Regions from separate parts of the Drosophila melanogaster genome. Here region 1 is linked to region 2. The links are chromatin contacts, called in public Hi-C maps. All regions are on one chromosome and are shown on one strand. The core of a region is the stretch at or near the end of the contact, and the rest is flanking DNA. Distances in the headings are between cores, read along the strand shown.

Region 1 (5,339 bases), core at 247-2,746, 560 kb after region 2:
AACCACTGAGTTATAACAGGCATTTGAGCCGGCTAAAGCGAAGGCAGGTGACACATTTCCGCCAGTGGCTAGTCCTTTAAACTGCGCTGATCCGTAGACCAGTCCTGCGTTGGCCATATCCATACATTCTAGTTCCTTACTGGATCGCACATCCACAAGATGAAGTATTTCCGCCGTGTCCAATGAGGCAACACACTTTGGTCCCAGCCAGTGAGCGGAGAGGAGACTCCCCTGCAGCTGGACATGTCGAAGGTATAAAAGCGTTATTCGTCCGTTCGAGACAAACAGTTGGTGAAAGAATAATTGATTCCCGCGGCCCACGACAATCACGGGGTCCACGGAGCGGGAAGTATCTGCCGCTTGAATGAGTACTAAATGCCAGGCGAGGAGAGGTAAGCAATCAGGAGGTCCCTGAAGCACGTGGTATTTGATGACCCTTAATCTTGGTCGGACAGTGACGATAAAATACTTGGATAACGTTGCCAGAGCCACAATGCAGTACTGATCCAATTCATGGCGTCCTTGGGAGTCCATTATTAGAGGTTCCACGGCGCAGACCTCTCCGCGAGCGCCGGAGAAGAGGCATCTCGATTGGCAGCCACGGATGCCCAGCTTCCGGGTGAAACTAAGAGACCACACCGATCCGCCGGCATCGGCACACAAGGCCAGTGATGATCTCGAGGTCCACTTGACATGCAGTACGCCGGTGTTTGGGGTTATGACGTCGAACAGCTCACGGAGAACATCACCCGTATGAGTGTCCAGCATGGCAACCAATCCCCTAGAAAAACCAGCCAAAAGTCGCGTTGAATCCGCATTGAAAGCCAAACTGGCCACCGCACCCTGACCATGCTTGTCCTGATGGGCCCACCTAAGGGTTTGGGTTACATCGAAGTTCAAAATGTGTCCATGCGATGTTCCGATGGCTATGAATGCGGCCACGGCACAGGAACTGGCTGCTCCGGCATTGACACGTTCCGCCGCTGAGGAAAGTTGTGCCGAGATGCCGTGTAGGAGGGTGTACCTCATTATGGATCCTCCACCACCTCTGCCGTCTGTTCTGATCGTGGAATCCTCACCAATCGAGGGCGTGGGCGTGGCATGGGGCACCGGCATTCCAAACTCGGAGGCCACATCCGAATCCGCCTCAAATTCACTGAGCACCGCCTCCAAAGTAGGCAGCACATCGGTGGGCGGTATTGCAAACTCGGCATCATCAAGCTATAATTGGATGAATCAAGATAAAGTGTTATCTAGGCCATTCCATTTTCGGGTAATCCCAACTCACATCTTCGAAGTCCAGCTGCAGGGATTCGGCCAGTAGGCTGTCTGTGGATCCTCGCTCCGATTCCAGCAGAGATTGCAGCGACGGGGCCTTAAGCTCCGACATGCTCCCGGTTCTTTCAATCCTGATCCCTCCCCCAAACTAATAATTTTAAGTGATTTTGTTTTTATCAATGAGTTTCTACGCCCATCAAAGGACTGCCCACTCGTTTGCATAACAGATGTCTTTCGGTTGCTTATCGGTTTCTGTTATCGATGATTTTATATAAAAACTTAATTTAATTGGACAAATAACAGAGGTAAAGATAAATTTTAAATTCTGAGGAAGGCGTATATTTGTTTTTGTTCCTTTAAGAAGCAGGAATTTTAAATTATTCATTTAGAAATAAGCTTATAACTGGAAACAGTCTACAACTTAATGGGAGTATAAAATTTAATGTTAAGTTCAACAAAGTTAAAAATTTAATATCGAAAATTTAAAAACTTATCGAGTGAGAGGACCAATCGACTACTCGACTTAGCAAACATCGAAATATCGCAGGTTGGACCTCACATCGCCATCTGTTCCATCGCTAGTTCATCTTTGTTTTCATCGCGTTCGGTTCAGTGCAGCGGACGATTTTGCTGCTCGCGAGGCCAGCAGATATTAATTAAAATGCAATAAAGTGTGTTCCGAGCCATTTGAATAATCGCGTAACCAAAAACAATGCGCGGCGCACTAGATTATTAATCGGATTCGCTTATCTGCCAGTTGCAGCAGCCCGTGATTGCGGGCCAAGAGCAAAACGCGAGTGGAAATTTCGATTATTGTATTGTTTGTTGCCATGCATAAGACACTTGTGCAAAATGGGCATTAGCAGACACTAACGAATAGTACTAAACAATGGCGCAGTGATTGGGACACGAAATATAAATAAAATATTTGTTTATTTGAGCGTGCGGCGCTTTGCCAAATTAATCGCTCTCTTTCTGGCATTTCCACTCTCTTCTTTACGCGCCTTTCATTCAGTCGCGCGTATGTGTGCGGGTGTGCGTGCGTGTGTGTATGAGCCAGTGACGTAAACAAATGCACAAAAGCGAATGAGTGCAAGAATTTGAAAAATGCGATTGTCGATTCACGTGCCAAAAAAAAGTAACAACAAACGGGAGCAGCAGGCAGAGAACAACTCAGGCAGCAACAAATTGACATAACGTTATTGTTTTCGGTCCTCTGTTTTGTGCACCGCATTCGCTGTATTTTCACCAGCTCAGCTGTGCAATTTCGCCTTGGTGTTGGTGAGCGCAACACGTTTGTGTTCGAGTGGGAGAGATACATAGCAAGAGAGCTAACGTAAACTCCTCTGCCAGCGTCGCTGCTGAAGTCGGCGTCGGCAGCGTGCGTCATTGATGTGCGACAGGTAAGAAGACGCCGCGCTCCAAATATACCCAATTTCCCAAATTACCATAGTTAATTACTTACATAGACGAATATGAAACCAAAACTTATCAATTAGGCGGCAGGGCGGCACCTTTCGCAGGTAATTTTCCCAAACGCACACATTCCTACATACGTAAATAAAGCTCTCATGCAGCTTCGTTTACGTTTTTCGAGATAAGGCAAACGAGTTAATGACACTCGCGGAGCAAAGCATTCTTGCACACGCTGCGTCTCCTCTTTCTCGCTCCCTCCTCTTCCCATTCCGACTTCCCTCGCACCCCCTCTTGACGCGTTCATCACGCTCTTGGCCCCAACTTGTCGATCGGAAATCGCTGGACATTGTTTGTTGGTCTGGTCGCCGCCAGTCGCGCTAGTCGCCAATCGCCCGTCGCGCTAGTTTTTCCACATTTGTCATACACTAACCATAACGAAGGAGTTACCTGGATTTCTGGCTCAAAGGGTACCGAATATTTATAATGGGTTCCTTGGAAAGGTTAATATATTTCTCGGGTCTTTCAGTAAAAGGGATCTCAACCCGAAAATCATTATATTTGTTCTTAAAATAAAGCAGTTTTTTATTTTCCGTAAACTGATATACTGAAAGAGAATTGAAAAACGGCTTAATATATTCATTTATTCATTCATTTAACCTAGTAATATTTTTAAAAGCATTCATATTTATGGCTCACAGCAGATTTCTGTTTATGATTGTCATTTAAGATACTTTATCTCGGATCCAATAACACTTGCAATGCAGATTTGTTTTATTTTGTACTATATGAAACATCGTTTACCCTTAAGAATTTTAATTTGACTTTAAGTGTTCCTTGATGAGTTTTATAAGATAAGATTATTCACTATACTTTTCTAGCCATTTTGGTGCGTTTATTGAACTTAAACGCAGACAAATAAATTTCTGTATAACGTTAAGGTTGTTATTTAAAAGTTGTTGTAGGTGCCATCGAATACATTCAGATTAAATAGACCGGAATAAGGCGATAAGCTCATTTGTCATAATGCCTTATCATTATACATAAATTATTAGACTACGAAACTAACGAACGAACAGCCATTTATTTACTTGATTTCGGGATTAAAAACCAGGCATGTATTTGAATCAATTGAAATTTAATGGGAATTTCGAATGGGTTCTTGAACCAAATAAGATTTCTCGAGAGAGCATACCATATTTGTGGGGCCTTCTCTTGCCCCTAATCGTTTGTGTTTATTATTGTTGACCATGCGCTTTTTGTTCCTTTTTCCCCCTTAGGTTTCAGGTTCTGGCCTTTTATTTTCCGCTCGCTCTGTGTGTTTGTCGTTCATGGTCACAAAATTTATTGGTCAACATTTTATCTTGGCCCCGGCACCCACGTCGACTCCTTTTCCAGCTTTGCAACTTGTTTGCTTCTCGGTCCACCTATTTCTTTCTTCGTTTTTTTTTTTTTTTTTTGTCTTGGCCATTCTCTGGACGGCCGGCCGGCCGCCCACATGGAAATTTAACGCTTCAACACGTTCGGATTTTTCCCAAAAAGAAATCGGAGGAAGCAGCGAATAAAAAAAATATTCGAGAGCACGGCGCTCAAAACAAATATTTTCAAGATAAGTTATGGGCATATAGCTTGGGTTCAGTTTCTCCAGCTATGAAATGTTTAATGGGAAATGGGAAATATCTTAATTTTTATAAACTTGGCGGCGCACATAAATTATCGGTGCGGAATTATTGCGGCTTTCATGGTTTTTCTTTTTTTTTCCCCGCTGCCTTTTTTTTTTCGTTTGTCTGGCGCATACTTTTCGTGACTTTCCGCTTTTTTGTTTATCTTGAGGCGATTGTTGTTTATCTTGATGCCTCTCAGATATTTTCGGCTATCGGTCCCGCGCCCCCGCTACCTTTTCCCATCCATTTTTCCCATATATCGTATATGGAGCATATAGCATATAGCCACAGCTAGCAAATTGGCAATTGCAGCTGCTGCTGGTGGTGGTGGTGCATAACTCAGCAGGCCCTTCAGGCATTAACCCTTTGTTGCCCACATGATAAACGATAGCTTGTTAATAAATCACAAGCCAAATGTGTGTGAGTTTGTGTGCTTCTGCTGGGTCTATCTGTCCTGGATGGTCAGGACATGCTGAAAAAGTAGTAACAAGGTTGCCTGCGTTATTTCATGCACTGAAAAGTATAATCTTTCTTATTGATATTTAGACAAAATGAAAAACAAAAAGCAATAGAAATACAAGAAATAACCTTTTTTAAAATACAGAAGTAGTAAAGTAAAATGAATGTACAATTAATCCTTTACAACAGAACAACCAATAAATACCCCCGTTAATATAGGATGTATTAATTATTTCTCTCGGTGTGCTCCCGGGCTGCATGCCCCGGGTTGTATGCAACTTGATTGGCTCTGCTCTCAGCACAGGATACTCGTATTTCATATGCCGTTGCTAGATTTATGAAGTGCCGTACTGAGTTCCTTGCCGAGCCAAGTCCTTAGCTGAATCCTTTGCTATTGCCTGTGCCTCGGCTGCCATTGGCATTCTAATAATTTTTTATTGTTGTCGTTTAAGTGGCCCATTGTACAGCTGGCAACATATTGTGTGCTTGCTGCAACATCGTCCTGCCACTTGATAACAGTAGGTG
Region 2 (5,106 bases), core at 1,006-3,505:
GGGTTCGTAACTTAGTGTTACCAAAAACAAAGTGGGAAAGTCAGCGTATTTATACTCAATCTTATGTCTTTTTACCGCCCCGCTTGGCAGCAGGCTTCTTGGCCTTCTTGGGAGTCGGTTCCTGAGCAGACTCCTCTTCGACCTCCTCGGCGGCATCATCCTGCGGCGGCGTCTTAATCTTTTTGCTGCTGGTTGACGCCTTCGCCGGCAAGTTTTCCTTCTGCTCCTGCTTATCTACATTCTCGGCTTCCTTGTCGGCATTATCCTGCGGCGGCGTCTTGTTCTTTTTGCTGCTGGTTGACGCCTTCGCCGGCAAGTTTTCCTTCTGCTCCTGCTTATCTACATTCTCGGCTTCCTTGTCGACATTATCCTGCGGCGGGGTCTTGTCCTTTTTACTGATGCTGCTGCTGCCAGACACCTTCACTGGAACATTCTCCTTCTGGTCCTGTTTGTCCGCTTTGACCAAAAAGATTGCGTGCTGACCACCGCCAGATGCGAGCAGCATGTGCTTCCCCTGCGTGTTCTTGCTGACAACCACGATCGGTTCGAGCTCATCATCGCCGTCGCCAACGCCTAGTTGATTGTTGACACCGGAGCCCCAGGAATACAGTTTGCCATCAATTGTAACGGCATAGGAACAGACTTCGCCACATCCAACGGACACAATCTTTTCGGTCAGCTTCTTTACAATCGTTGGCTTCTCCACAACATCCTTGACATCGCCCAGACCAAGCCGACCGTACTCCGGACGACCCACTACGGAACACTTAAGGTCCGTTGTCAGGATGACAGTATGGTGCTGACCGCCGGCAATATGTCGGATATCTTTGAGTTCCGTCTTGATGGGCGTCAGTGCGAACTCCTTGCCCTTTGTCTCGTGGGCCAGCTGCTTGAAGTTGTTAAGCCCTGTGGCCCAGATGACCTGTGTCTGTGACTCGCGCATGAATGTGCAGTAGTTGGTGGCCCAGATGGCCTCAAAAGGTTTGGCCCGCGTGATGATGAGCTGGGTGGGCCGCAGCAAGTCGCGTTTGCCACGACGACCTGGGGGTTAACATTTTTTTAATACGAATTTCGTTGAAAATTTGAATGCCAAGACTTACCCTCTCCGGAGATGGAACGCTCCGACAGCCGGCCGAGTTGTCCCTGCTCAGCGCAGCCCACGGTAAAGACCTTTCCGGCAGTGGTCAGGATGACCAAATGATCGGCGCCGGACGCGATGCTACAACAGACAGTGCCCTCCATCAGATCGATGGGCGTACGCTTGTTACCATCGATGGTGAGGCCCATGTTGCCATGAGAGTCCCGGAACGAGCCCCAAGCGAAGACACGGCCATCCTCCAGCAGACAAGCGGAATGCGAGTCTCCCGCCGAAATGCACAGAGCCTTGCCGGGCAAATCGATAAGATCCGGCTTTGACTCGCTGCCATCCTCGCTGGTGTCACGGCCTAGAGCACCTTCGTCATTGCAACCGAATGAGTAAATGTCCCCTGACTTGGTCAGCACCAGGTTGTGCATGCCACCGGCGGATATGTCCACGGCATCCGGGATGCCCGCCACAGGGCTGAGACGCTTGCGCTCCAGTATGTCCTCGCCGAGACCAAGTTGGCCCACATCGCCGTTGCCGCAGACTAGCACGTTGCCGAGCACGGTCCTCCGCTTGGGCAGCTCCAGATGAAAAGCGATTCTGGCGCGCTTCGCCTTCGGTGGCTGCTGCTCCGCTTCGCCGGCATTGTTGTTATTAGTCAGGGCCTTTCTGCGCGGCATTTTAGCTTGTATTTTCACAATTTTTTGTCACCGAAACTGGAAATAGTGCGTTTGTGTGTGTGTGTAAGAAATATATATAAGGTTAGGGACGCCGGTGATGCAGCTTAGTTCTGCTCACACTCACAATGGAAATAATGCCGGTCTCTGGTTCAGCGGGAGTTCCACGTTGTCTAGATGGTGTTGCTACGGCGGTTTGGAGGCGAGTGAAAACACCAAATGCAAGCGAATCCCAATGCGACCTACCTGGGTCGAAGAAAATGCGCGGGAAGCGGCGGCAGCTGGCCTTCAGGGTACAGTGTTGCGGGCTTGGCGAATTCCCCGCCGCATCTGGCTATTAGCGAGGTCACACTCCAATTTCAGGGTCGCTTCTGCGCCTATTGACCAATTGTTAGTACATCTTTGTTATCTTTGCACTGTTCCTAATTGCAAATAATAAAACAAAGCCTGCTATAACCCACAGTTTATTTATTTCGAGATATTGATAACTTTTAGAATGGAGCGTAGCGTGAACTCAAACTATGACAGTTGGTTAACAGTTCTCTAGCGAGTTTGCGAGCCGATTGCCGACCGATTCTATCGAAAGAGCTATCGATAATGTGCGGGAAATTTAAACTTTCCTTACCCACTCACATTATTTCAAAACAAATTTGTTGTTAAATATTATAAAATGTTCTACCTTTAAGCCAATGCTTCATTTTCAACGTGATTGTATGTATATTGCATGCTATAGATCAGAAAATAAACAATACTATTTGAAAAGGTTTTCCATTAACTTTATTACAAAATACATAGAGTTACAATATAATTGGTTATTCATTTACTTCCCATATAAGTCTATCTAGCCACTGCACCGCAAAGTGAGTGCATCAAATACAAAAAGAATCCACTTTGCCCATTCCGCATCCGCACTCCAAATCCCGGCAGCCGACCCTCGATTTCCCTACCCAAACATTAACATTTAATCCGACTGCCCCCATTCAGATATGTATAGTACGTCTGTCTGATGCATCTGCCACTCAGCACTAGCCGTACAAAACGAGCAGAATTGATAAAAACGCGAAAAATAATAATCACTTGATGTCTGTTTGCGTATACATATTGCATGTTTTTGCCATTTTTTAATCAGTTTCGCAAAAATGATTTGAGCGTATTCCCTATATTTGTGTATGCAAACACGCCCCTGCGAAACCACAGCCATCGCAGCCGCCCACGTAGCTGATTTTATTATCAATTTTAATAAAAAATGTTTGTGCACTTTTTGCAGCACCTGTCGGACAGGTGGGCCTTTGCCGGCCCGAGTACACATGGACATGGACCCTATTTATTGGTAGCCACGTCAACCGTCGTCAGCACAGCCAATTACGCAAATTAAACAGATTGTTATCCTGTCGCGACAGAGGACACAGGACGCAGGACAATGTGACAAGCTGGGCAGCTTAATTCAATCAACGTGACATAATTACTTAATTAATTAAGAGCGCCCAGCGGTCACACATTCAAATCGGCCATCATTTTGCGAAAGTCGTTCAGCGAGCCATACATCTCGAAGTCCGCTCCCCCGTTTCCGGTTCCGCCTGCGTAGGCGCCCTGCGATCGTTGCGATCGGGTACTAGGTGGGCGTGGCAGGGTCAGCGGCACGGGCAACAGTTCCGGCATCACCGAGTGGTGCGTGATCAGCGCCTTCAGCGAACTGAACTCCTTGGTGAAGCCCTAAAATGGTAAATACCATCATAATATATAATAAATATTATATATAATGTGCTCGGACTTACCTTTATCTTGTAGCCCCTTTGCGTCCGCAGGATCAGATAGTGGGCCACTCGTGGTGAAGGTGGTGGCACTCGCAGCGAGAGGGCGAAACATCCCGGCTTTGTGCTGCTCTGGCGCACTAGAAACGCACCTGGACTCTGTCGGGACAGGGCCTCCAGGGATATTTCCCTGGGAATGCCCGCTTGAAACCAGGCGGCTCCCTTAAGCTCCTGCTGCTCGGCTAGGCTGAGATTATCCAGGCGCAGGGCACTGTGGCCGGGAAACAATTTCGGACTGGAGTTGGCTGATAATTACACGGAAGTAAGGTAACCTTAGCCAACCATTTCATATCTGTGACATAAGAGTCTACCTACCGCTGCACGTCTCTCTCAGATACTTTTTGCTGGCGGCGGGCAGCTCCACCTGCAGCCGCTGGGTGGCACTCTCCAGTGCGGACAGTGACTGGCGGCAGGAGTCGCCGAACTTGCTGGCCACGTACTTGTCCGGCTCGCAGATGGCCTCGTTCACATAGCCATCGGAGATGGTCTGAGTGGATCCACAGCCGGATCCGGAGGTCAGCGAGGAGCCGCAGGTGCTGTGCATCAGGGGGCGGCTGTCCTCGGTTCCCCGCAGCAGTCCAATGCCCATGGTCAGGCGTTTCACCTGTGAAGGGATAGGAGTGCACAGAAAGTAATTATAAGTATTAATACATTCCCATTATTACATTCCCATTGTTTAGTATGCAGTTATTTTTGAATTGTTATGCAACTTAAGTAAAGTGTGATGTAATATTAATAACATTTACTACTTTTTGTTTTCAGTGCATCCATTGCTAGTGGTACGATTTGCATGTTGCATGTTGTCTGCCAATTTGGCAAAGTTTTTGCATTGCTATAATGGCGATTTCGGGACAACTCTCGCCTGACCGTCAGTATCGGTGCAGGTGTGTATTCATTCAGGGATTTGTGGCGCCACCCCCCACAGCTTAACCCCTGCTCCGGCTTCCGCCCGGAAAATCCAACAAACATCAAACACACTTTAGCTCTCACGGCCAGAACCACAACAACGTCGTGCCACACACTTCCAATTCCCCCCCCCCCCCCACCACACCACACAGAAAACAACCGAGATTGATGTGTAAAATTTTTGGTTACCAATAAAATGTTAAACAGCGCTTGCCACGCCCCCTTGGCCACAGTACGCCCACTATGGCAACCACTGGCTTTTGCGGCAAATTACTTTGAAATGAGTTCGAGCCCCGAACGAAAAGTTTGTGCTACTGCCTTTGGGTTTTCATTTTGCAGCTTTTAAATCGTTTCCCATTGCGTTGCGTAATTAGCAGTCTAAGCGTAAATTGGACTTGCTTATTTTGGTCTTAACTTGCGATAATTATGTTGATTTTATGGAGATGAGTGCCGATTTACTTGGCCAGTATGCGGCCAGTTAAATTGAGGATTTTCGCTCGATTCAGGCTCGTTGCTTCAATTGCAGCTAATTAAATTGGCGCATCGACGGCACTTGGCACTGTCGTTAAGTATGCAATCAGAGCATCGTGCCAACCTAATGCCCCCATTATGCTAATGGCAATCGGAA

What was found. A called contact is a pair of places that touch in the nucleus more often than the background predicts.
Region 1: a contact with region 2 is called in a Hi-C map of the Kc167 cell line, with 1.7 times the contacts expected there. The contact joins the promoter of Vps8 here to the promoter of Rcc1 in region 2. A contact is called at or near these places in 2 of 107 Hi-C or Micro-C datasets (both in the Kc167 cell line).

Annotation. Positions count from the first base shown.
Region 1 is chr3L:6,493,801-6,499,139 of dm6, forward strand. Vps8 (Vacuolar protein sorting 8) reads right to left here and starts at 1,497. Exons shown (of 4, transcript NM_139791.3): 1 at 1,289-1,497; 2 at 1-1,221. The coding sequence starts at 1,390. It overlaps sfl (sulfateless), which reads left to right and starts at 1,880. Exons shown (of 7, transcript NM_079222.5): 1 at 1,880-2,681.
Region 2 is chr3L:5,930,518-5,935,623 of dm6, forward strand. It overlaps Rcc1 (Regulator of chromosome condensation 1), which reads right to left and starts at 2,256. Exons shown (of 3, transcript NM_079219.3): 1 at 1,889-2,256; 2 at 1,101-1,800; 3 at 1-1,041. The coding sequence starts at 1,764. The coding sequence ends at 62. Egfrap (EGFR adaptor protein) reads right to left here. Exons shown (of 6, transcript NM_001038902.3): 4 at 3,888-4,176; 5 at 3,537-3,817; 6 at 2,519-3,474. The coding sequence ends at 3,253.